Regions from separate parts of the Mus musculus genome. Here regions 2, 3, 4, 5, 6 and 7 are each linked to region 1. The links are chromatin contacts, called in public Hi-C, HiChIP or PLAC-seq and promoter capture Hi-C maps. All regions are on one chromosome and are shown on one strand. Each heading gives the region's core, a stretch centred on a gene start, on an enhancer-like site or on the middle of the called end of the contact. The rest is flanking DNA. Distances are from core to core; before and after follow the strand shown. Region 1 holds the start of Asb8 (ankyrin repeat and SOCS box-containing 8). Region 2 holds the start of Cacnb3 (calcium channel, voltage-dependent, beta 3 subunit). Region 3 has its middle 42 kb from the start of Rpap3. Region 4 holds the start of Lalba (lactalbumin, alpha). Region 5 holds the start of Rapgef3 (Rap guanine nucleotide exchange factor (GEF) 3). Region 6 holds the start of Rpap3 (RNA polymerase II associated protein 3). Region 7 holds the start of 9330020H09Rik (RIKEN cDNA 9330020H09 gene).

The links. Promoter capture Hi-C pulls out the DNA fragments that hold promoters and counts their contacts. Hi-C and Micro-C count contacts between places; a contact is called where the count stands out from the background. HiChIP or PLAC-seq counts read pairs in DNA pulled down with a chosen protein or histone mark. Capture Hi-C pulls out chosen DNA fragments and counts their contacts.
Region 2: an H3K4me3 HiChIP or PLAC-seq map of bone marrow-derived macrophages shows a contact between it and region 1, with 2.8 times the contacts expected there. The contact joins the promoter of Cacnb3 here to the promoter of Asb8 in region 1. A contact is called at or near these places in 3 of 115 datasets of contacts at active chromatin or transcription factors (bone marrow-derived macrophages, embryonic limb bud and pancreatic cancer cells).
Region 3: an H3K27ac HiChIP or PLAC-seq map of large pre-B cells shows a contact between it and region 1, with 2.2 times the contacts expected there. The contact joins the enhancer-like site here to the promoter of Asb8 in region 1. A contact is called at or near these places in 1 of 484 Hi-C or Micro-C datasets (B cells) and 2 of 115 datasets of contacts at active chromatin or transcription factors (embryonic stem cells and large pre-B cells).
Region 4: a promoter capture Hi-C map of pancreatic islet shows a contact between it and region 1. The contact joins the promoter of Lalba here to the promoter of Asb8 in region 1. A contact is called at or near these places in 9 of 39 promoter capture datasets (the C10 cell line, the HPC-7 cell line, cranial neural crest and 4 more), 1 of 15 datasets of contacts at CTCF or cohesin (pro-B cells), 1 of 484 Hi-C or Micro-C datasets (pre-B cells), 6 of 115 datasets of contacts at active chromatin or transcription factors (T-cell acute lymphoblastic leukemia, bone marrow-derived macrophages, embryonic limb bud and 3 more) and 4 of 9 other capture datasets (adipose tissue, embryonic stem cells, liver and 1 more).
Region 5: a contact with region 1 is called in an H3K4me3 HiChIP or PLAC-seq map of embryonic stem cells, with 8 read pairs. The contact joins the promoter of Rapgef3 here to the promoter of Asb8 in region 1. A contact is called at or near these places in 3 of 39 promoter capture datasets (the 3T3-L1 cell line and embryonic stem cells), 3 of 115 datasets of contacts at active chromatin or transcription factors (bone marrow-derived macrophages, embryonic stem cells and pancreatic cancer cells) and 1 of 9 other capture datasets (embryonic stem cells).
Region 6: a contact with region 1 is called in a Hi-C map of the G1E-ER4 cell line, with 3 times the contacts expected there. The contact joins the promoter of Rpap3 here to the promoter of Asb8 in region 1. A contact is called at or near these places in 1 of 15 datasets of contacts at CTCF or cohesin (embryonic stem cells), 3 of 484 Hi-C or Micro-C datasets (B cells, the G1E-ER4 cell line and double positive thymocytes), 1 of 115 datasets of contacts at active chromatin or transcription factors (embryonic hindbrain) and 1 of 9 other capture datasets (embryonic stem cells).
Region 7: a promoter capture Hi-C map of pre-B cells shows a contact between it and region 1, with 2.6 times the contacts expected there. The contact joins the promoter of 9330020H09Rik here to the promoter of Asb8 in region 1. A contact is called at or near these places in 5 of 39 promoter capture datasets (the C10 cell line, cranial neural crest, maxillary cranial neural crest and 1 more), 2 of 484 Hi-C or Micro-C datasets (Sertoli cells and neutrophils), 4 of 115 datasets of contacts at active chromatin or transcription factors (astrocytes, embryonic stem cells and extraembryonic endoderm stem cells) and 1 of 9 other capture datasets (adipose tissue).

Annotation. Positions count from the first base shown.
Region 1 is chr15:98,144,165-98,147,299 of GRCm38.p6, reverse strand. Asb8 (ankyrin repeat and SOCS box-containing 8) reads left to right here and starts at 1,598. Exons shown (of 4, transcript NM_001170710.1): 1 at 1,598-1,699.
Region 2 is chr15:98,633,054-98,636,159 of GRCm38.p6, reverse strand. Cacnb3 (calcium channel, voltage-dependent, beta 3 subunit) reads right to left here and starts at 1,393. Exons shown (of 13, transcript NM_007581.3): 1 at 947-1,393. The coding sequence starts at 991.
Region 3 is chr15:97,662,124-97,665,388 of GRCm38.p6, reverse strand. No RefSeq gene overlaps it. Among named protein-coding and RNA genes, the nearest start is that of Rpap3, 42 kb to the left of the region's middle. Within about 2 kb of position 1,513, at least 173 of the 459 cell types and tissues checked have an H3K27ac peak or open chromatin away from gene starts, as enhancers often do. A contact at or near this core is called in B cells, where this site is marked.
Region 4 is chr15:98,480,928-98,484,310 of GRCm38.p6, reverse strand. It overlaps Lalba (lactalbumin, alpha), which reads left to right and starts at 1,628. Exons shown (of 4, transcript NM_010679.1): 1 at 1,628-1,775; 2 at 2,080-2,238; 3 at 2,706-2,781. The coding sequence starts at 1,640.
Region 5 is chr15:97,766,052-97,769,481 of GRCm38.p6, reverse strand. Rapgef3 (Rap guanine nucleotide exchange factor (GEF) 3) reads left to right here and starts at 1,816. Exons shown (of 28, transcript NM_001177810.1): 1 at 1,816-2,087; 2 at 2,508-2,720. The coding sequence starts at 2,082. It overlaps Rapgef3os2 (a long non-coding RNA gene), which reads right to left. Exons shown (of 3, transcript XR_384421.2): 2 at 1,591-2,814; 3 at 645-1,107.
Region 6 is chr15:97,704,336-97,707,769 of GRCm38.p6, reverse strand. Rpap3 (RNA polymerase II associated protein 3) reads left to right here and starts at 1,948. Exons shown (of 17, transcript NM_028003.2): 1 at 1,948-2,020.
Region 7 is chr15:98,565,767-98,568,860 of GRCm38.p6, reverse strand. It overlaps 9330020H09Rik (RIKEN cDNA 9330020H09 gene), which reads right to left and starts at 1,537. Exons shown (of 2, transcript NR_028442.1): 1 at 1,336-1,537; 2 at 1-1,222. Ccnt1 (cyclin T1) reads left to right here and starts at 1,125. Exons shown (of 9, transcript NM_009833.2): 1 at 1,125-1,385. The coding sequence starts at 1,225.

The DNA of each region.
Region 1 (3,135 bases), core at 349-2,848:
GCAATGTTATAAAGATTTCATGTTACTATTCTAATTTTTCTGTATGTTTGAATATTTTTATAAAAATATTAAAATTTAAAATTGAGAATCATTATTGTCCTTATCTTTCTTCAGGAAGAAGAAGAAAAAAAAATAGAACAGACACTGTAGGCTTTGCAATTTTATAATGAAGTGCTCTCAAGCTCCATTTTGTAGTACAGTACCATGACGATAGCTATACAGCGGTTTGAAATTGGGCAAGTGAGAAAGCATTTGGGAAGCAAGACTTTGTTTTTTACTTAAAATCAAATTTTCTAGAAATAGAAGGATATTTAAGTATTATTACAGCCAATGAAAGACCCACAATGTGAGGGCTCCCCCACGTTCTGACTCAGGAGAGGCGACACCCCAAAATCACCCACAAGAAACGGGTCTTGCTGCAAATTGCAAGAGGATTTTTATTCAAGAGCGCTCTCGGGCCCATGGTCATACACCACGCAGGGGTAGAGGACCGTGGCGCCCTGAGTAGCTGGGTAAGGGGGTATTTAAAGGAAGAAACCGAAACTTAAGGAAGTGGGGAGGGTGTTGTTGGAAGATACCAAAGATACCAGTTAAGAGTCACAAGGAAGTGTAAAGTTACAAGAGTCACAAGGAATACCTGGTAATTGTTAACTCTCAAGACAGCTTCTAAGAGCCTCTAACAATAGCACATTTGCATTGCAGGTTCTGGTAATGGCCAGGGTGACTTTCTTTGAATGAGCACTCTTTGAACCCAGGAAGCGGGTGGGTAGAGGAATGTTGCTCTCTTTTTTGATTAGCATACCTTTACAAAGGCCACATTCCCAAGCCTGGGCCTAAAGGCCTAGAATTCTGTTTTTACGTTGTTATACTTTCACCAACACTCAAGAAAGATAATACTCGGAGAAATTGAGCGAAATACATCAGTCTCAAAGCCAATGCCCGAACCCTGTACTCTTCCTTCTGTGTTGGGTCATTGAACTACAGCTGGCCCAGAACCTCCGAAGAGAGGTGACTGCCACCCTCCAGGTTACAGTACTTCATCTTGCTAGATCCTTAGACCCTCTGCTGTGTACAAGTGCAAACCTGCTTTTGTTATGTAGTGGGTAAATTCTGAGAGAGAGAGAGGGAGAGAGAGAGAGAGAGAGAGAGAGAGAGAGAGAGAGAGAGAGAGAGTTAGTTCAAATAAGCTGGGCTTCCTCAAATCAAGATTGAGAGGCAGTCACCAGCAGCTTGCTCTGTCAATTATGTGACGCTTGTACTCTGAAATGGATGATGCTAAGCAGAGAAGACGGTGGGGATGTGGTGCCAGGACTGTTTGCAGATATAGACTCTGGGAGGCAGACTAATGGGATGCCCTGGTCCACACAGACGCAGACTTATAAGAATAGGCTTAAAATTCGGGATTTTCCTCCACCATTGGACCAGGACACGAGGCCAGAGGCTAGGAGTGATCTAGCGATCGCGCCCACGTCCTATAAGCAGCGACAGGGGAATGCGTCCAGCTCCTTAGGAAAGTTTTAAGAACCCACCAACGTCCACAGTCTGCGCAGGCGCACTCGGCTCGCTCACACTGGCCTGCGCGCAGGCGCCCACGCACTCGGCCGGCTTGCGCTGTAAACCCCGGGGCTGATGCGAGCCGCTTCTGCTTCCGGGTCACGCCTTGACAGCGGCTTCCCGGACCGATCTGACCCGCGGTTCGGTGAGTGCGGCCGTGAGTGCGGGACGGTGTTGAAGCCAGCCCCCCTCCCCACCCCCAAGTCGGTGCTTCGCAGCCTGTGAACGCCCCTTAGCCGCCTGCCCGGCCTCTGTGCCTCCGGACCCGGCCACCGTTCCCGGCCTTTGCGGGTGGTGGGGGCGGGGGCTGGTCGGCGCCCCGGGGTGCAGGCTGAGACTCCCGGGACTCGCCCGGATTGCTGTGAGCGCCCGGGGGTCCCTGCCGCAAGGGACGCAGCAGCCCTGGCCTTTGCTGCCCTGGCCCCCGCCCCTCTCCGTCCGTCTGTCCGTCCAGACCCGGCAGCTGCGAACCTCCAGCTGTCCGCGTCCTGGGATTGGGAGCCTCCGGCCAGGCCAAGGGTCACCGCGGGGGCGAGGCCGACGCCGGCCCTGAGCAGGGTCTGTTGAGTGTATTTGTGCATTGCTTTAAAAAAAAAAAAAAAAAGTTTTCTGTACATTCCATAGGAGGGAGAAGAAAAAACAGGGCATGGAGCAAACGAGTCACAGCTGAGGGAAGGACCCACCGGGGTCAGATTGCAGGGTTGCTGGCCTCGGGGGCCACAGGGAAGTTGATTATCTTGATCTATCCTGACAGCAGATGCTGTCCTTGCGAAAGGCACACAGTTTCACCTGGAGCTTCAAGGTAGAGTTCTTAGCCTGGAAGCCAGGAACATCCATAAAATGAGTGCAGGGTTTAGTGCCATCTGCTTAATGTACCAGGAACTTACACAACCACATCAGGTCAAGCCTTCTGCTTTGTCCCCTCTGACCAACACCGTTGCTGAAACCCGGACTATACCTTTGCGCCCACCCCACCTCCCAACCCCATGCTTTTTTGTCCCCTTTGTTACAAAGTTTAAGAAAAAAAAAACAGGATTTGCCGAATTCTAAGCCATACCCACAGCCTCGCATACCTTTCAGACAGCTGTTAATGGCTACTGATTAGCAAAAAGAAACTAGAGTTTATACTACATTATCGAATGTATAAAGGGATAACCCATCGCAAATTTGCGCTTCTTAGTAGTTGCATGTGTAATTATATATATATATTCTACAGTAAAGCTTTTGCTTCTGAGTCACACCCTGACAGCAACTTACCTAACCCAGGGGTTTGGTGAGTCCGATCCTGGGTGCTTGATGCTGTGATGCCAATTCAAATATGGATTTAACAAATTTATATTGAGGACCAGCATGTGCCAGGCACTACTTAAAAACCTTCTCATAACCTTTACTCTTAGGGGTGGGGTTGATTTTTTTGTTTGTTTGTTTTTCGAGACAGGGTTTCTCTGTGTAGCCCTAGCTGTCCTGGAACTCACTTTGTAGACCAGGCTGGCCTCGAACTCAGAAATCTGCCTGCCTCTGCCTTCCAAGTGCTGGGGATTAAAGGCGTGTGCCACCACGCCCGGCATTCTTTCCAGTTTT
Region 2 (3,106 bases), core at 144-2,643, 490 kb before region 1:
TCCTGTCAGGGGACCCTTTCAAGCCCTGTTAGTGGTCCTTTCCCATATCGAGTGGGATGTCTAAGGGGAGACTGGTGACTCCATGAGGCTCTGACACTGACCCCCCCCCCCAACTCTTGTCCCATCTTTCCAGGCAGTCTTTCTGCTCTCTGAGCTCCGGGAATCACTGTCTAATGAGCTGATTTGTCTCAGTGGGTCAGGAGATAAAAGCAAAGAGAAGAATTAAATATTTATTGGTTGCCTGGTTCTCGGAGCAAAGAGCTTCCTTCCCATCCCCATGCCCCTGAGCTCCCCTGGCCTCACCTCCAGGCCCTCCTCTGCAGGGGGCTAGACTGAACACAGTCTGATGGCCCACCCCTGTGGTTGGTGGCCTTTCCAAGAAGCTGAGCTAGAGGCAGTGGTGAGTGAGAGCAGTCAAGGCCATGCGCAGGGGGGGTGGGCAGAGAGGAAAAAGAGACCAAGTTCTAGAATTCCTGTCTGCAGAGGCTGGTACGCGAGTCGCTAATGTTCTTCCAGCTCCCTAATTTGTCATTTACTTGAGGCACAAGTCCGGAGTGTCTCCCCCGGAGCTCAGCTTTCCCTGTTGTGTTCAGACCCCATGAACCCAGGATACGGAACTCCAAATGTTCCATGTTCGCTCTAAAAACCTCGGTGTCGGGGCCTTCTGTCCTCCCCTCCTCAGCCTCCTATGTCCTGAGCTTTGGGGCCACCTGCTCGAGCCTTCCCCCTACAGCGTCCCTGTGCACACACCGGAGTACCTGGGATACCTGGCTATGAGAGACCATCTTCCCACTTTCCTAGAGAGCCCCCCGCCGGCTTACGCGCGCTGCCCCGCTCGCTGCCAAGGCGTTTTTCAAAGTGCAGAACTGGGGGAAGGGTTGAAGAGAGAGAGGTGTCATCCCAACTCCCCCACCCCCACCCCCCACCCTCCCCCGCGGGCACTCACCGCCTCCGAGTCCTCAAACCCGGGCACGTAGGAGTCGTCATACATGGGGGAGTCCGGGGTGGGTGGGGGGAGCGAGCGGCGCCGGGGGCGAGGACGGCGGGCCGCGCCCGAGATGCCACCGAGCCGCGCAGCCCTGCGGGCGGCGGCGGCGGAGAGCGCGAGCGCGAAGGAAGGAGCGAGCCGCGAAGACCAGCTGCTCGCAGCTCAGATCACCGCTCCCCTCCCCACCCCCCAGCCCAGCCGGTCCCACCCCGAGCGCGCCAGCGCGGCTGAGGAATCTGCCGCCGGCTCCCACAACAATAGTGCCCGCCCACCTGACCCCCTCCCGGGAAGACGCGGGCGGCGGGGGCGCGGCAGCCAGGGGGGACCCGCCGGGGCCGCGGAACCGGGCGCACGCGAGTCGGGAAGGTGGGTCCCCGGCACCTCCGGGGCCGGGGCGGCGGGGAAGAAGGGCGGAGAGGCTGCAGGCGGGGCGGATCCCGGCGGGGAGGAGGCGGGGCGAGGAGAGATGCAGAGACAGGGACTCTCGCAACCCAGGAACTGCTCCGCCGGGAAACAAAGGGCTGGCGCGGGGGAGGGGAAGGGGAGAGACGCCGCAACCAGACGCGAGCCCGGTGGAGAATCGAGAGGGTGCGGGCGGCGGGGAGGATGGCTGGAGAGAGAGGAGGACTGGAGGCAGGGAGAACGCGGAGACAGGAAAATGGAGATCTAAAGGAGGACGGACAGCAGATGGGGAAGAGGTCTCAGGTGATCCGGCAATGTCAGCTCTCTGCAAGTCCTGGAGACACCCAAAGCAAACCCCGCAGTGGTACTAGGGAGAAATGGTTTTGAGCTCCCAGACCCGTGCCATGAAAGCAGCTCCTGCCCCAACAGGTGCCCGGCCCTCTCCGTTCCGGGCTGCGGTAAAGGGCCGACCCTTAAGAAGGGGGAAGTTCGGGGACGGTGGCTAGGCCTCCCCACACCTGTTGCACGGGCAGATTTTATCCAAGTTAAGCCGGGATGGAGATTCTCTTCTTCACTTCCCTGCCAAGGATTGTGCCAGACATTGCCAAAGCATCCGCGGGAACTGGGGCAGAAAGGGGCTGTTTTAGGTGAGCTTAAAGGGTGGAGCAAAGGTGCGATCCTGACGCTGAGGTTGGGAAGGAAGAAGGGTAAAGCCTACCGCTTTGCAAAAGACCAGAATTACGTACGGTGTGCAGGATGCTGGTTCTAATCATCCAGCACCAGTCAGCGCCCTCCACCCCCACCCCGCCATTCGAGGAAAGAGTCGCAATCTCTGAAGAGATCTTCTAAAAGCTGTCATCATTTGAGCTCGCTCCCTTTTTACATCCCTCCCCCCCCCCCCCCGACCAAAATTTTCCTTTTGCATTTTAACCTCCTGCTTGGGCATCCCAAGAGGATGTGAGGCAGACACCAGCCGTGCTTGGTGTCTCGCTTTCTCAACTCAGCCCTTTGCCACTTCTAGCTCCTGAAACCCCGGAGGGTGTAAGTTCAGGACACTTGCCCACCCTTCCGGTTACAATTGGGAAGGGTTCAAGAGATCTATAGAAGGTTCTGTGCGGTAGAAAGGAGAGGAAGACCACCCACCCAAGCCAACTGGCTTCCCACCTATATCTTATCTTCCTGTTCCCTCGGTAAGAAAAAGATGGGGGGGGGGGCTCATCTAATGACACCCTAGTCTGTCTCCTGACTGAAGGACCGGCAGGCAACTTTATTGGAGCCCTTGTGTCTGAGGGCACCAGCTGCAACTGGGGGAGGCAGCTTCCACTGCTCCAACCCAGTGTGTTTGAGGGTTAGTTCGATATCTTCTGTGTCCCCAAGTACTGCCTTGTCCTGTACCATCCTTTTCCTTTGTCTCCTTAGTCCCCTCTCTCCTCCCAGAGGGTGGAGAAGTGTCAAAGAGTAAGACCCTTCTGGCTCTCTTCTCCTGGAAGAGGGTCCCGTCTGGAATCTCCTCCCCTGGCCTCTCTAATTTTGGGACTGTCCACCCACCCATGGGGATCCCTGGACTGTTAGGCAGCAGATTTGCTATCAGCCTCACGGGGACCTTGTTGTCCTCATCCCCAGCTGGGACAATGGTGTCTAAGTCGGCCTCTGAGAAATTCGTTGCCATGCCAACCACCTCCTCCTGGAGATGGGTTCCAGTTCCTCATACCTACA
Region 3 (3,265 bases), core at 264-2,763, 480 kb after region 1:
ACCCTACATTAAAACGTTAGAAAAAGTGAGTTATAGTAATGGGGTCATATACATTCATAAAAGGGATCTAATGAACACAACATGGTACTCGATGGTTGGGCACCAAAATAGAAACTTAAAAAGACACCACTGCTTAAAACCACAACGCTCACAAAACCAAAACTGCGTCGAAAGAATTATGTTTTGACTGGATCCAGAGTTCTTGACTGACAGCCTTCCTTTTCAATGCTGGGGGGAAAAATGTCAGCGCCACCCTTTGCACCGCGGTGGCTAATGAGAAAAAGCTCTTGCTGGTCCCCTATGGGTGATCCTAGGAGCTTTCTTGCAATGCACACAATTGGTGTTTCTAGTTTGCTGGCGGCCTTTGTAGCTGTTTGGTATGTGAGAAAAACACTAAGCTCGGGGAATTCACACTGTATTCCTCATATCCCAAGGTCCCCGGACAGTCTGTCTGCTTTTGTTTGTTTGGTTTGTTTTTTTGGTTTTTTGTTGTTGTTGTTGTTTGTTTTGTTTTTTTGAGACAGGGTTTCTCTGAATAGGCCTGGCTGTGTAGACCAGGCTGGCCTTGAACTCAGAAATCTGCCTGCCTCTGCCTCCCAAGTGCTGGGATTAAAGGCGTGTGCCACCACTGCCCAGCTACAGTCTTTCTTCTTTTCTCTACTTTACTAGCAGCTTTTTTCCTCCCACTCATCCTTGTCCCCCTCTTCTTCCTCTTCTTCCTCCTGCTCCTCCTCCTTCTTTTGAGACAGGGTCTCATTATGTAGCCGAGGCTATTCTGGAACTCCTTCTGTAGACCAGGTTGGCCTCCAACTAAGTGATCTGCCTGCCTCTGCCTCCCGAGTACTGGAACTAAAGGTGTAAGCCATTGCACCAGGCGTTTAGAATTGTCTTTTAGAATGATCTGTACACGACGTCCTTTCAGTTGTAATTAGCAGTGGAAATATGCAAAACTGCACTGGCTTTTAATCATTTTAAAAATATCTTCTGTACTTAATTCTTAATCTCACCCGGAAATTTCTGGTGTGAGATTAAGACCTCCTTGCCCAACATCCCTGTGCCCACAAGGGGGCAGCAAGGGGCAGAAGCTTCTGGGTGAGATTTAGTGCATGGTAATCTATCTTTAACAGATTATTGTTTGGGTCCCTTCTACACGATTCTGTGGAGTCTCGAAGGCTGGCTCTGGGAAATGTTACAGTTTGAATGTGAAACATCTCCTGCAAGCTCGTGTTTCGGGACATTTGGTCTCCATCTGGTGGCGCTGTTTCGGGAGGCTGTGTAATCTGGACGCTGCACCTAGCTGACAGGCGAAAGGTCTTGAGGGTTATCAGCCAGCTGTTCCTGGCTGACGCCATGGAGCACGCATCTGCCCGAGGCTCCCGCTGCCAGGCTGTGAACGCTGCCACAGTGGGCAGTGTCCTCGCGAGAGAAATCCTTCCTTCTCTAAATTGCTTCTGCCGGGTAGCATCACAGCAACTAGGAAGGCGAAAATACAGAAAGACGGAGCCCTTGAGAGCTGCCTTGCTCCTTCTGTACCACAAGGGGGCAGTAAGAAGGCACCATGTGAGGAAACAGGCTCTCACCAGACACTGAATCTTCCAGGACTTCCCCACCTGTGGTTTTCAGCCTGAATGGGTAGAGATCTAGAGATAGTCATCCCCGTCCTTGGTGCAATAGCCCCCAGGCCACCCCTCTCCCAAGTCCTCATAGTTCCCTCTCTGAAGCTCACTTAGTTCCCAGCCCTTTGCTGTACCAACGAGGTAAAGTCTACAGTCAACATCTCCCTAGTCTGCTATTTGTTCTCTTTGCTTCTAGTCCCTATAAGCCGTTCTCTATCGCAAAGGTAAAAGTAAAAATGTTTATTATTAATGTATACGTGAGAGAGAGAGAGAGAGAGAGAGAGAGAGAGAGAGAGAGAGAGAGAGAATGACAGGTGTGGTTATAGGATAACTCCATGGAGTTGGTGCCCCACATCTAGGGACAGAAAGAACTCAGTTTATCTTCATGGCAAGCATCTTTTTACCCACGTCAGCCACCAAACTTCTAAAAGCACAAGTCAGTTCTTGCCACTGCTGGATTAAGAGTTGGAAAGTTAGGTGCGTGTGGTGGCACAGGGCCTTTTTAGTCCCAGCACTCAGGAGGCAGAGGCAGGCAGATCTCTGAGTGCGAGGCTAGCCTGGTCTAGAGGGAGTTCCAGAACAGCCAGGATTACACAGAGAAACCCTTTCAAAAAATACATAGCAAAAAAGAGAAAATAAAAGAATCTGTAAGTGGTATGTCATTGCACTTTTAATAAAATATAACATCTTTTTAAAAAATTTTAAATATTAATTAAAATTTTTGTATATGAGAGTTTTGCCTCTATGTATGTATGTATGTATGTGTATGTATATATGCATGTATGCATGTGTGTATGTGTGTATGTGTGTATGTATGTGTGTATGTATGTATGTGTGTATGCATGTATATATGTGTGTATGCATGCATGTATGTATGTGCGTATGCATGTATATGTATGTGTGTATGTGTGTATATGTATGTGTGTATGCATGCATGTGTGTGTATGTATGTGTGTATGCGTGTATATGTATGTGTGTATGCATGCATGCATGTGTGTGTATGTATGTGTGTATGCGTGTATATGTATGTGTGTATGCATGTATGTATGCATGTGTGTATGCATGTATGTATATATGTGTGTATGCGTGTATATGTATGTGTGTATGCATGTATGTATGTGTGTATGCATGTATGTATATATGTGTGTGTGCGTGTATATGTATGTGTGTATGCATGCATGCATGTGTGTGTATGTATGTGTGTATGCGTGTATATGTATGTGTGTATGCATGTATGTATGCATGTGTGTATGCATGTATGTATATATGTGTGTATGCGTGTATATGTATGTGTGTATGCATGTATGTATGCATGTGTGTATGTATGTATGTATATATGTGTGTATGCGTGTATATGTATGTGTGTATGTATGCATGTATGTGTGCATGCATGCATGCATGTATGTATGTGTATGCATGCATGTATGTGTGTGTATGTATGTGTGTATGTATGTGTGTATGTATGTCTGTGCACCATGTGGCCAGAAGAGGATATGTGCTCCCCTAGAACTGGAGTTATGAATGATCATGAGTCATTCAGTGGGTGCTGGAAACCCAACTTGGGTTTCTCTGCAAGGGTAGTGAGTACTCTTAACTATGCCAGTCCCGAAATAGGCTTCCTATTCACAGTCTACTAAGCCCCTACGTGA
Region 4 (3,383 bases), core at 379-2,878, 340 kb before region 1:
CTCTTCTCATGCAGTCCTCTCCTGTGTGGTCCATGGTCATCTTTCCATCCCCACTGAGTCCCCATGGGACTTGCTCAGTGTGACAGAATTCCCGTTCTTGTCCCATACCCTCCCAGTCCTTCCGGGTAGAACACAGGAGACCCGCAGAGTCAGCATGCTTGCAGTGTTTCTGAGCATGCGTCTCTTTCCATTCAGGGGTTTCTGTTCATCCATCTTGGGTTTCACATCCTCCACACGAGTTTCAGTCATGCTGTGTTATACACTGGTTACACTGTGTAGAGGGGGATGGGGTTGAACAGAGAAGAGTGTCTCTGTCTCTGAAGATTTACAGATAATAACCAGTTGGAAGACTTCCAGTTTATAAGTCTTAGGTGGCTTGGTTAGGATGGAGACCTCGGGAGACGTCAAAAAAAAAAAATCAGGTTCATAAAATGAGCACAGGCAGGAAGGAGGGAAAGGATTATTGATGCCATGAGTGTAGTACTCCATGACAGAAAATTACAGGAATTATTTGAAACTAGTACCTGGCCCTGACTTGCTTAGGGGAGATACCTATTATAGCTTACCCAGGACCCTTTCCTGTCTGTGGCCAACCTTCGCTATCAAGGACCACTTACCCAAGAACAATGTTGCTATGAACAATGTTGCTATGAACAATGTTGCTATTAACAATGTTGCTATGGAATTAGCCTTGGATTGACACAATGTCTTAGTGACACCAAAAAGCATCTAGCTAGTTATGGCAGAGGCGATTGAGGGCAGGGCGCTTGGCAGTTTCTCTCTCTCTCTCTCTCTCTTTCTTTTTATTTTTCTTTTTTTGTTTTTTTGAGACAGGGTTTCTCTTTGTAGCTCTGGCTGTCCTGGAACTCACTCTGTAGACCAGGCTGGCCTCGAACTCAGAAATCTGCCTGCCTCTGCCACCCAAGTGCTGGGATTAAAGGCGTGCGCCACCACTGCCCGGCGCTTGGCAGTTTCTTATAGAACAGCTAGATATTTTTACACAAAACTTTTCACATTATCTATCTCCCTCCATAGGAAGTCTTGGGATCCAAGTAGTAGTTGAGTCTCATGCTAAATGCCACCATGTTCCATCCCTTTTCCCAAGGCTCTCAGTTATGAGTCTCCATATCAAGGGGCTTTCCTGGACTTTGTCCTATGGCTAGGTTGGACAGACAAATATCACCTTTGATCCTAGGATGTGATACATCCCCTTTCCACGTTCTGTATGTGTTTAGGGGTAAGCATGGAGTTGGCTGTAGCCAACTGTGTTTTCCAGTCACCTCCCTTGTATTGTCTCTGAAGCCTCCTTTGTTCCAAAAGTAGGTTAAGGAAATCCTGCTTCCTGGAAGCAGCCCTAAAAGAAATGAAGGTTTACCAGAGCCAAGTGAGAAGCTGGGTCATGTGTGGAATTATGTGGGAAGAAAACAATACTTGGTATTGACTGGATGCAGGAGATGGGGGGAGGGTGGCAGGATGGAGGGAGGCTGGCAGGCTCAGGGTTTCTATTTTGGCATAAGCATCTCTTCATCATTGTCTTCCTAGAGAGAAGGCCCGGTGCCAGGAGGCCAGAGGCCTTCTTCATACATAAAAGCAGATGAAGTGAGCGGTGTCTGCATTACAAGGTCCAGGAGCAGTCAAAATGATGCATTTCGTTCCTTTGTTCCTGGTGTGTATTTTGTCGTTGCCTGCCTTTCAAGCCACAGAGCTTACAAAATGCAAGGTGTCCCATGCCATTAAAGACATAGATGGCTATCAAGGCATCTCTTTGCTTGAATGTGAGTTCATACTACGTCCCTGCTTCCTTCCATTCCCACCTCTCCCTTCTCCTCCTTCTCTGTCTCCTCGTGGTGTGGTCTCGTACCTCTTCTTGTTCTGTCTTGACCTCTTGTATTCAATTACTTCTCCTGCCCTGCCTGTCTCCCATTGTCTGGCCTTTCTCATTTCACCAAGATAATCTGGACTTCACCACTTTTGGAGATTGGTTGGGAAGCCCCCCCCCCCCCCCCCCCGGGAAACCAGTGTTTCAATTATGGTACTCTGAGACATCTCTGAGAAAGTTCTTTCTTCTGTCTCCCTCAGGGGCCTGTGTTTTATTTCATACCAGTGGCTACGACACACAAGCTGTTGTCAACGACAACGGCAGCACAGAGTACGGACTCTTCCAGATCAGTGACAGATTTTGGTGTAAAAGTAGTGAGTTCCCCGAGTCGGAGAACATCTGTGGCATCTCCTGTGACAGTGAGTATCCTCTTTCACCACACTCTTCTGTATCTCTACAGCCTGCCTCCGAGTCCTCCCAGGCAGCCTCCTTGTTGGTACCCAGCATGTCTCAGGTGTGCTGGGTACCATATGACTTGAGATAGCAGTGCTTAGTAAGAACCTGGTCACTGGTCATGATCTCCACATGCCCAGAGAGTCCCCTAAGGTTCAGGGAAGGGTAGTTTGGGACACTTGTGAGTCTTGAAGTCTGATACGCTGTATTTTCAGGGCGTGATGAATCTGATGCTGTCTCGTGAGGTGTCCTAGGGAAGGGAATGGAGTTCCCATGGAGGGGAGGCATTATCAGACTGGCCGTTTCATATAGAAAGTCTCTAGGCCAAACCTTCAACTCAGAACCAGTTCCCCTGACTCTGGGGCCAGAGGAACCAGTCCACTGAGCTGTACTTCTTATTTGTCTTGTTCCTTCCTGCACTCTGTTATAACAGAGTTATTGGATGACGAGTTGGATGATGACATAGCGTGTGCCAAGAAGATCCTGGCTATCAAAGGAATCGACTACTGGTAAGTCGTCGTCTTTGCTCTCTTCTGACCTCCCTCTCCAGACCATTTAATTTTGGATGGAGTCTCCAAAACAAAACTCATCTAGAGTCCCAAAGGTCTACATTTAAAATGCTTCTTCGTGTCATTTTTGTGTGACAACTTCCCCGATATGAAGTTCCATGTTGGAAGACTGATGTCCAGGACTCTCTTCCCCTGGCCAGTTCTCATCCTTAAAGCCCTTGTGGTATTATTCCACATCTTTCCTAGATCTGAACTCTTATTGATTTTATTATTATTATTTTGGCTTGTTGAGAGAGGTTTTTGTGAGTGAGTGTTTGTGTGTGTATGTGTGTGTCTGTGGTATGTGTGTGTAGCCCTGGCTATCCTCGAACTCACTCCGTAGACCAGGCTGGCCTCAAACTCACAGAGATTTGCTTACCTATGCCTTCCGAGTGCTCAGATTAAAGCCATGCTCCACTAGTCCTATTATTATCATTGTTATTGTTGTTGTTATTATTATAGTGAGCCTCATTCCACTTAGAAGCCCATGCCATTTCTTCTCTACAATCTTTCACCTCACCCTGAGGACGAACCTAAATGCAGCTTTATGCTAGTCACTGACA
Region 5 (3,430 bases), core at 567-3,066, 380 kb after region 1:
AACTGCCCATTTCCAACTTCCCCCATATCCTTTCTTTCCCACTACCTCTGGTGGCTGATGGGCTAAAGGCAGGTTAAAGTGTTTAAGAACCATCATTAAAAAAACCATCATTGCCGGGCGGTGGTGACACACGCCTTTAATCCCAGCACTTGGGAGGCAGAGACAGGCGGATTTCTGAGTTCGAGGCCAGCCTGGTCTTCAAAGTGAGTTCCAGGACAGCCAAGACTATACAGAGAAACCCTGTCTCAAAAAACAAAAAACAAACAAACAAAAAAAACCACCCCCCCCCAAAAGGCATTAAAAGAAGTAGTCACAGGTCCTGCTGCATCTCTTAGCATCTTTCTCCCCTGACCTAAGTGGGGCAGCAGGAATAGGAAACACCCCCTTCCTACTCCACAGTTAGTTTCAGAAAACTCTTTTGCAAGACCTACTAGGGCAGATCCAGCATCCTGACTGCGGCCACCATTTCACCTACAACTGCACATGCGAGACACTACCCACCCATCTCCTCTCCTTTTAAGCCAAGTATACGAGCTATTCTTCGAATTGTAAGGCAGACTTCTTTCTAGGTTTCCCTCTTTCCTCACAGGGGCAGAGAAATCTTCACTAGTGTGCCTCAAAGGGTGGGCACTACAGACGACCTGTTTGTTCAAAATGTTCATTCAAAGCTCAGACTTTCCATTTCATGCCAATAGGATGGAACCAGAATTTGAGGAGTTAAACCAGTCGTGCCCTTGGGGAGAGAAAAACTGTTGAGACACACACACATTTAAATTCAGTTTTTAAATGATGGTTAAAGTTCTCAGTTCTGGGTGGAAATGGGCTTAGCTATGCTGGATTTAGCCCTCTCTCCCGCTTCCTGGCTTAATGGCAGTGGGAAAGAAGAGAGGAGGCTAGAAAGCTTTAAAACGCTGGGGTGGAACCTGTGCCTTCTTCTAGACCCTCATCAATGTCCTGAGCAATCACCGGGCGCCACGGAAATCACCGTCCCTGGTCACAGTCTGTCCACTAGGAAGCAGGAGCGAGTGAGACGAAGTGCGAAGTGCCGGCCATCTGTGCGGAAGGGGCAAAGAGGCCCAGGGAGGAGGTGTGCTCTGCCTTCACCACCTAGCCGGGCATAGGGGAGCATTTGGGGGGCGGGGCATGGCCCCAAAGCCCAGGCTGTCTTTGAAACTCTGCAACAAATCCGAGTCCCGGCACAGTAAATCCAACCACTTGTCTCTCTCTCCATCTGGAATGCAGTCCCTCCCCGCCAGCCTCAATTTCCCCACCCGCGCCAGTGTATGCGTTTGGGAGGGCAAAGGTGGGAAGCCAGGCAACGAGATTCCCCCACGGGAAGGCTGCCCAGTTCCAGCCCCGGGCTGCTGGAAACCCTGAACCCAAACGGGAGGCCGGACGCCCCAGGCCAGGAAGCGGCCCCAGCCCGGATTTCCCTCCCGGGTGGGGCCGCCATGACTCACTCCCTCCCCCTTCCCTAGTTTCCTTGTTTGCATTTCTCCTCTTGGCCACGTGGCGGCGGGTGCAGCCATCACCGCCCCTAACCCGGCACCCGGGCAGCTGCAGGGGCAGATACCCTAAGGCACTTCCTACCCGCTGAGGCTTCGGGACAGGAGCTTGAACCCACTGACGTAGTCTCGGGTAGGGACTCCATCAGCTGTTGGTTCTGCCCCTTCCCCTATGCCCACCCCTACCGTAAAGCTCGTGCCTGCTCCCCGCCCCCTCGGCCTGTCCGGGGAGGGGAAGGGGCGGGCAGCGCAGGGGGTGTGACAGCTCCCGCCCGGACCAGTGCCAGCTGCAGCTTCGCTTGAACGCCCTGTGCCAGCTGGCTCTTACATCTGGGACGGAGGCGGAGGCTTGGAGTTCTTAGCCTTTGGGAAGGGGTGGGGGCTGCCCCACACCCCCAGCCCTCTATTCACCCAGGACAAACCCTATCTGCCTAGCCCTGCATCTTGCTGCTCCAGGCAACCTGTCTGACTAGGGGCTGGCCCTTCGCTGCATCTCGGGACTCACACTCATACCGCTCCAGGGATCCTGCAGCCTCTTGCTAGGGCGAGCACCGCGGTGTGAGCTGGAGAAGAAACATGAAGGTAAGGTGGGCCGGAGTCAGGGCCAAAGAAAGCTGCTGGAAAGGGCGGGAGAGGAAGCCGACACGTGGGGGAGTTTGGGTGGGAGAGAGTGGCGGGGAGGAGAATTTGAGGAAAAGCTGCTTCTGGGGATCTAGTGTGTGTACAAAGGTGGACATGCCTTCAGGACATGGGTAGTGAGGTGGGGCCGAATTCCAGCCAGAACTGAGAAGAGCCCCATCGTTGTGAGTTGAGTGGAGACCCCTAGGTGCGCCAAGCCAGCAGGACCCGGGGCAGGTCTTCCTGTCCCTCCCCCGGCTCCTGGCAGGGTTGCCGCACCTCCGCATGACCAGTCCAAGTCCAGAGGACGCTAAGCCAGGGGTGGTAGTGGGGAGGTCCAGCTCCTCCGGCCGATGGCTGTCCTCTTTCCTCCCCACATCACAGGTCAGCTGGCCAGGTGAGAACCACTGGCAGGTGGGCCCAGCTGTGGTGGAGAGTCCAGCTGTGGGGGCACCGCAGGTGGGAGGTCTCCCGGACGTGGTTCCGGAGGGCACGCTGCTCAATATGGTGTTGAAGAGAATGCACCGTCCCCGCTGCTGCTCTTACCAGCTAGTGTTCGAGCACCGGCGCCCCAGCTGCATCCAGGGACTCCGCTGGGTGAGTACCGGCCATCTGCCAGGCTGGGTCAGGGCTGGAAGAGTCGGGATTGTAGTGCTGGTGGGCCAGGCAGCTTTCTCCAGAGCAAATTCATCTGGGTGAAGAGAAGGCATTGAAGTTTGGTGGCAGTGTGTGTTTTGCTGGTCACACAATGAGCCTGTATGCCTGTATGCCCCGTGTGTATGGCATGCTGCGCTGCCCCATTCAGCCACCGGTGGGTGAGCAGGAAAGGGTTTTATCATTTATCCATCACTTCCATGTGCCAGGCATGGGCTTACATGTTTGAGTTCTTTCTGTGAGGCAGTGGGAGATGTGGGGCTAGGTCAAATGGGGGTGAAATTAGCTTGGTTACTGTTCCTGACACATCACCGTGGCAACGGTCTCCTTTTGTGAACAATTGAACTGGGCTGAATCTGTTTTTTGGCTCCTGGGGTGAGGTATTTGCGTGGATAAAGCTTGGCACCGGCCACGGGGGACTGAAGAGGTTTCAGGGTGGAGAAGGACTGCTGAAGGAAGCCAGTGAGAAAGACAGGGCTAGGGAGGGGGAAGCCAGGAACCAGGCTCCAGGCTCCAGGAGTCTTCTCTTTCCAACTACTGGGCACAACAGTCCTGTCTGTATGCTCTCTCTCTCTCTCTCTCTCTCTCTCTCCCTCTCCCTCTCCCTCTCCCTCTCTCTCTCTCTCTCTCTCTCTCTCTCTCTCTCCCTCTCT
Region 6 (3,434 bases), core at 699-3,198, 440 kb after region 1:
CCTGAAAGTGAGATAGCAAATGTAGTTGCTTTCCTATGAATGTCAACGTCTGTTTTAAATAGAATTATGGCTAATTTAGACACATTTAGATTCTTTTAAATTTTTATTTATTTATTTTTAAATTAAAATTATTTTAAACTTTATGTGTTTGAGTGTTTTGCTTTCATGGTAGTCCTGTGCATCACATGTGTGCCTGGTGCCCCGGGATGTCAGTTCTCTGGGAACCAGAGTTACACACAGTTATGATCCACCTCTGGGAATCAAATCCAGGTTCTCTGGAAGAACAGCCGGTGCTCTGAACTGGCGAGCCGCCTCTCTAGCCCTATTTCTATTTATTTTTGTTTATTTCAGACCGGGTATCATCACATGACTCCGGTTGGTGAGGAACTCACTATGTAGACCCTGAACTCGCAGAGATCCACCTGCTTCTGCCTCTGCAATGCTAAGATTAAAGGTGTACCCGAGCATCCACATTAAAAACATTTTTTTAAACCTAGTTTGTCTGCAATGGCACCTGCTGTGGGTGGTGGAGTACACAGAGTAGGATTTGCTACAGAAACAGTTACACTTTGTTAAAAGCTAGTTTATCTACAATATCATCAGAAAATAATGCTCTTTTATTTTTATAATGTGTAAGAGTGCTTGCCTGCATATATGTATGTATGTATGCACACCACATGCACGCCTGGTGCTAAGAGGCCAGAAGAGGGCGTCAGATCCTCTGGAATTGTAGTTACAGAACTGTTAACTACCACATGGGTGCTGGGAACTCAAGTTTTCTGCAACAGGGAACAGCATTCTTTCTTTTTCTTTTCTTTTTTTTTTAAAGATTTATTTATTTATTTATTTATTTATTTATTTATTTATTTATTTATTGTATGTGAGTACACTGTAGTTGTACAGATGGTTGTAAGCCTTCATGTGGTTGTTGGATATTGAATTTAGGACCTCTGGAAGAGCAGTCAGTGCTCTTACCCGTTGAGCCATCTTGACAGCCAGGGAACAGCATTCTTAACCATGGAGACTTCTCTTCAGTTTCTGATCTTTACTTTTAAATGAACTTAAAAGACAACCAGTCACACCATGAGGGAAAGAAAGATCCTAATGATATGACCTAGTGAGGAAAGACCAGGGGCGGTTTTTCATTGACAGGCAGGTAGATTAGTGTTTTGCAGCTGCACAGCTGTACCCAGTGCTTTGAAAATGACTGATGCTGAAGTTGTATCGAAGATTAATTATGTCAAACCTCTGGGATAAGATTCATAAATCAGCGTGTGTGGGATACACACCTGCACGGCTGCCTCCCTTGTGTGATTCGAAGGTTCAGTCAAACTTGTGAATGAATAACTGATCTTTGAGATGATATGTTTTCCATTCAGTTTGAAAAAAGTTGGTTTGTGGACTTAAAAAATTATACCCATTGCATTGTACAACAGAGTTATTACATAGGAAACAGCTTCACTCACAAAGGAAGCAGAAGCAAGCATTACAGGTTTCAGTCATTCTTTTAGATAAGCCAGGGTCTATCTAAAGATAGACACAAGCCCGAAATCTACAGATAATCTTAGAAAAGGAAAAAGATTAGTAGCAAAAAAGCACAAGGAAGACCAGCAGCCACATACAAGACTCAGAGAGAAAACAGCAGAGTTCCAGCATTGACAGTTCTTAGAAGTTACAGTAACTTTCTCCTAGGATTTTCAGAGGCTACAAACATCTCGTTAGTGGAAAGCAGGGCAGCTCTCAGAAACACAATCGAGGGGAGTAAAAGGCTTTATGCTTTGGAGGTCAATACGTCAAGATGGGTGCACTTTGGGGGATCCTCACGCTTAGTCTAGAAGAGGTTAGAACATCAGTCTACGTCCACCGCCAGCAAAGCAAGAGCAGCCGAGCGCGGGAGCCGAACCTTCTGCGCACGCTCGAGCGGCGCGCGGGGCCTTGTGGGAAGGCGCAGACCTCCGGCGGTGGTGTAGGACGCCGTGCGTCTCCCTGGAGCCGGTGAGGTTGGTGGCCGCCGTGGCGGGTGAGTAGGCTTTACCGTTCCCGCTGGCTGCAGGGGCGTGGGGTGGAAGAGCGGGGCTGGGCCCGGGCCGGGAGCAGCGGCGGGGCGCCGGGGCTGGTTCCCGAGTGCGCTCTCCGCGCGCTGCCCAGGGTTCGGCCTGAGCTGGCTCCGCGTCCGGGCTCGGGCGGTCTGCGGTGGCGGGACCTCCGGAGCCACGGTCCCGCGAGGGCGGCGGACCTGCGGGCTCCGTCAGGCCAGGGTATGCAGGCTTGGCTTGATACGGGACGTGAACGTGGTTCCCCAGGCTCTGGAAGTTTCTGGTTGCCTGCGGAACGAACCCCGTCCTGGCAGCATGGGCTGCCCTAGGACCCGGGGGTGGGTGGAAGGAGAGCTGCCGCCCTTACAGCATCTCATGGTCTGCTTGTTTGTTTAGAGACAGGGTTTCTCTGTAGCCCAGGCTGCCCTGCAATTCGCTGTGTAGTAGACCATGCTGGCCTCGAACCGCGGGCCTCTGCCTCCCTCCTGAGTGCTGGGATTGAAGACGTGCAGCGTTTAAGGGTCTCGTTTTGCAGGTGTACTGGTTTGTGTTCAGCAAAGCGTTATGCGGGATTTGTTTATGAATGAAATGCATGCGCATAACCAAAAGTGGACACTGCTTGACGCTTAAACTGCCTCGTTGAGGCTGAGTCAGAAGATCCGTTTTACACTTTTTGTTTGTTTGTTTTGTTTTGTTTTTCGAGACAATGTTTCTCTGTGTAGCCCTGGCTGTCCTGGAACTCACTCTGTAGACCAGGCTGGCCTTGAACTCAGAAATCCGCCTGCCTCTGCCTACCGAGAGCTGGGATTAAAGGCGTGCATCACCACTGTCGGGCCGAGCCGTTTTAAACAGCCTCTTTTTACTGGGGGTGGGGGGTGGGGGGGGGGAAAGCTCTTATAACCTCCCTCCAAGTATTCCTATCTTAAGGTACCTAGTCCAGTCACTTTACCCATTGTATCTATCTGCCTGTCTGTCTTCTGTCTCTCTTACAGTCTTCAGCATCTTTCACATGTTGGCAAATGCTATGTCCTAGCCCTTTAAAACTTACTCTTAAGGTGTGCTAAGGCGTCATGTTGAGTTTAATTTGTGAGGCCCCCTCTGCCTCCTGGATAGCTGGAACCAGAAGCAGTGGTCGACTGTGCACCGCTGTGAGCTTCATGTGCTTCCAATGGAGTTACATTAGGAAAGACAACGTTAACCCCTGTCCCATGTAACGTGATTCATTTAACTCATTTCTATCCGTAAAAATCCTGCGACTATTCTCAGTCTTTTTATGACCTAACGCCATGAACATACGAGCACGTGTGTGCGCTGCTAAACTTTCCTACTTAACATGTTAATTTTCTCAGGCGGTGGGTGGGTGGCAGCTCTCATATGGGCCCAGCTCCCTATAGGTAC
Region 7 (3,094 bases), core at 288-2,787, 420 kb before region 1:
GCTTGATAACCTTTCCCTACGGGGTGGGTTTCCTAGAACTACTGACCTGACGCGCAGGGGAGCTTGCATAACCTTGGGCCCTCCCTGACTGGATGTTTGGAATCTGAGCCTGCAAGCTTATCGCCTTCACTGACAAAGAGAAAAGAATGCAAAAGAAAAAAGGCCTCCAGACCTAAACGATAAACGATCGGTGGTGTCCTTGAGCGTGGCGGGGTGGTGGTGCAAGCCTTTAATCCCAGCACTCGGGCAAAACCCGACGCCCCTCTGAGCTCCAGGGATGACAAAAATAAGAAAGGAAAGAGAGAAAAAGACCCCTTTACCCGGGGCTGGAGAGATGGCTCAGCGGGTAGGGGCACTGACTACTCTTCCAGAGGTCCTGAGTTCAATTCTCAGCAACCACATGGTGTCTCACAACCATCTGTAATGGGATCCGATGCCCAATTCTGTTGTCTAAAGACCACTACAGAGTACTCATATACATAAATGAAGATAAATAAATCTTTAAAAAAAGGCCCCTTTACCCCCCCCCCCCAAACACTCAAACGAAGCTCAGTGGCGTTGATTTTATTCCTTCCAGATGATTGGCCGCAGTGAAACGGGAGGAAAGGCTGCTACAAAATAGGAGAGCGGTTTCCAAACGCGCCGGAGTTCTCCATGCCGGAGCTAAGAACCCAGGAACCTTTTAGTGGCTTTCGCGTTTCTGCACGGGGCAGGGCCACTCACTGTCTCGTCCTTTCTCGGTTTTCTGAGAGTCTCGCCTATTTCCCCTGCCACTTTTTCCGTAAGCCCGGTGTTACAAAGGGGCCTCCATCACGCACGTCCTCGGAAACTACCCAGCCAAGCGCAGCGAGCGTTAACTAGAGGCCCGCCGGTGAGGCCCCCTTACCGCAGTTCTCGCGCGGAAAGACGAGACCTTTAAAGAACGACGTCAGATAGTCCCGCCCACCTGGCGGTCACACGACCGGATCCTGCGTCCCGGCCGCCGGTCCGTTCTTAGCCGCGGACTGGCTGTGGATTCGTCTACGGGGTGTCGGAGGGGTCATTCCGGAAGTCGGCGCTGGAATCTTCGGCTTTCTGGGCGGAAGTGTGTCACAACCTCGGTGGTCGCCCCTTGGAGGAAGTTCGTCACGTCGCAGTAGTCTCGGCACGGCGGATGTGTGTCGCCGCTCCGGTGACGCTGGGAAGTGCTCGCAGCCCCCGCCGCTGCCTCTTGGTTGAAGCACTATGGAGGGAGAGAGGAAGAACAACAACAAGCGGTGGTATTTTACTCGCGAGCAGCTGGAGAACAGCCCGTCGCGTCGCTTTGGCGTGGACTCCGATAAAGAACTCTCTTACCGCCAGCAGGCGGCCAATCTCCTCCAGGACATGGGACAACGTCTGAACGTGTATCCTTTCGGCCTAGGCCATCGGCCTCGGAGTGCGTCCGGCCATGCTTCGACGTCCGGGCCGGCGACGCTGGTGGGGACAGAAGCGGGTGGGGTGGTGGCAGGAGCTGGGCGTCTAAGTTGGGAGAACCCACAATGGCGCTCGCTGGCCGAGCCACTGTTCGCGCGAGGGAAGTGAGGCGGAGTCAATTTCCCGCTCGCTCACCGGTGCCACCGGCCGGGCTGCCGACTCGTACCTCTCCTGTCTTTGTGTTTTCGCTGCTCCTTCCCAGCCCCCGTCCTCTGGATTCTGCCCTGTTTTAGTGGCTTTTGAGAGTCTTCTTTCTGCTGTGACCTAAGGCTCCGTTTAGGACGTTTCGCTATCGACTCTGCCTCCCCAAAGTGTATAAAAAGGGTTTCGGGAAATTCTGTACGCAAAGGACTTATGAAGGTGGTCTGGAATTGCTGCCCCAGTTTTGGTTCCAAGCCCGTTTCTCTCACTAGCTGGCTAACCTGTCAGATTCTCGTTTAAAACAAAATGTCCCAATGTCTGCCACCACGCTTGATATTCAAACGTTCTAGTAGCTGTTTCATGGAATTTAAGAGGAAAAAAAGATGTCAACTTAGGTTTGGGGGGAGGGGATATACAAGTTGGTATGCTTAAAGTAGTTTTCAGAATATTAAGTCCTTGCTTCTTTGGGCACTAGTGATAGTTTATTCATTAGGTTTCAAAATTTAGAGGTAATGTAGTTTAGTGATTTCCCCCCTCCCAGTTTTTCTTATGAAAATACAGTCTTGTGGCAAAACTAATAGTTTTAAAGTTCTTTCCGTTGTCCATATATATATATATTTTTTTTCTTTTTCTTTTTTTTATTTTACTTCCACTTATGTAGCATTTATTTAAGAGTGATGCTGAGGGCTAGGCCTGGTGTCCTGTGCCTTTGATCTGAGCTTTGGAGAAGTAGAAGCAGGCCAGAATTTCCATGTAAGACCCTGTCTCCAAGAAAGAAAAAAAAGTGCAGAGTTTAGGTCTCTAGTGTTTTTAAGTCTGAAGGTTGTATGTTGTATAGGTGTTCTCTTTATTGCCAGTTGTCTCCTATTGAAATCCAGTTTCCCAAGCATTTGGTCAGTGCACGATCAAACCTCTCTGAGTTTCTGTCTGTGTTTACGGCACCTTTTAAATGTGTGTTTAAGCTTGCCGCCATCATATTGTCACTTCTATGCAGACTGTTGCTGAGGTCTGTGGGAATAAGTACTCTTACGTTTTGGGGAGGTTGGAATGGTACCCGTACAAAGGAAGGCAGGGGTTTATTTTCAGTGGATGACTATCAAATGGTTTCAAAGGTTTTATACTTCAGAGGTCATGTAATATTTCCTGAAGGAATCAGAACTAAGCAGGGTGTGGTGGTGCGTACCTTGAATCCCATTGCTCAGGATGGGGAGGTGAGCAGATCTCTACTTCTGATGCCAGCCTGGTCTACACAGCACGTTTTAGGACAGTCAAGGATTCATAGAAAAACCCTGCCTTGAACACTGCCCACCCACCTCCTCACCTCCCCCACGCCCCCCCCCAAAAGAAAGTAGAACTGGAAAACTTAATTATTGAAGTTTAAGAAGGTGAGAGAGAGAAAAGTTCCAAGAGCCTAGTAAGGGAAGGCCTGGTAAATATCCTTAAAAAGTTATTTTTTGTGGGGCTAGAGAGATGGCTCAGCAGTTACAAGCACTTACTG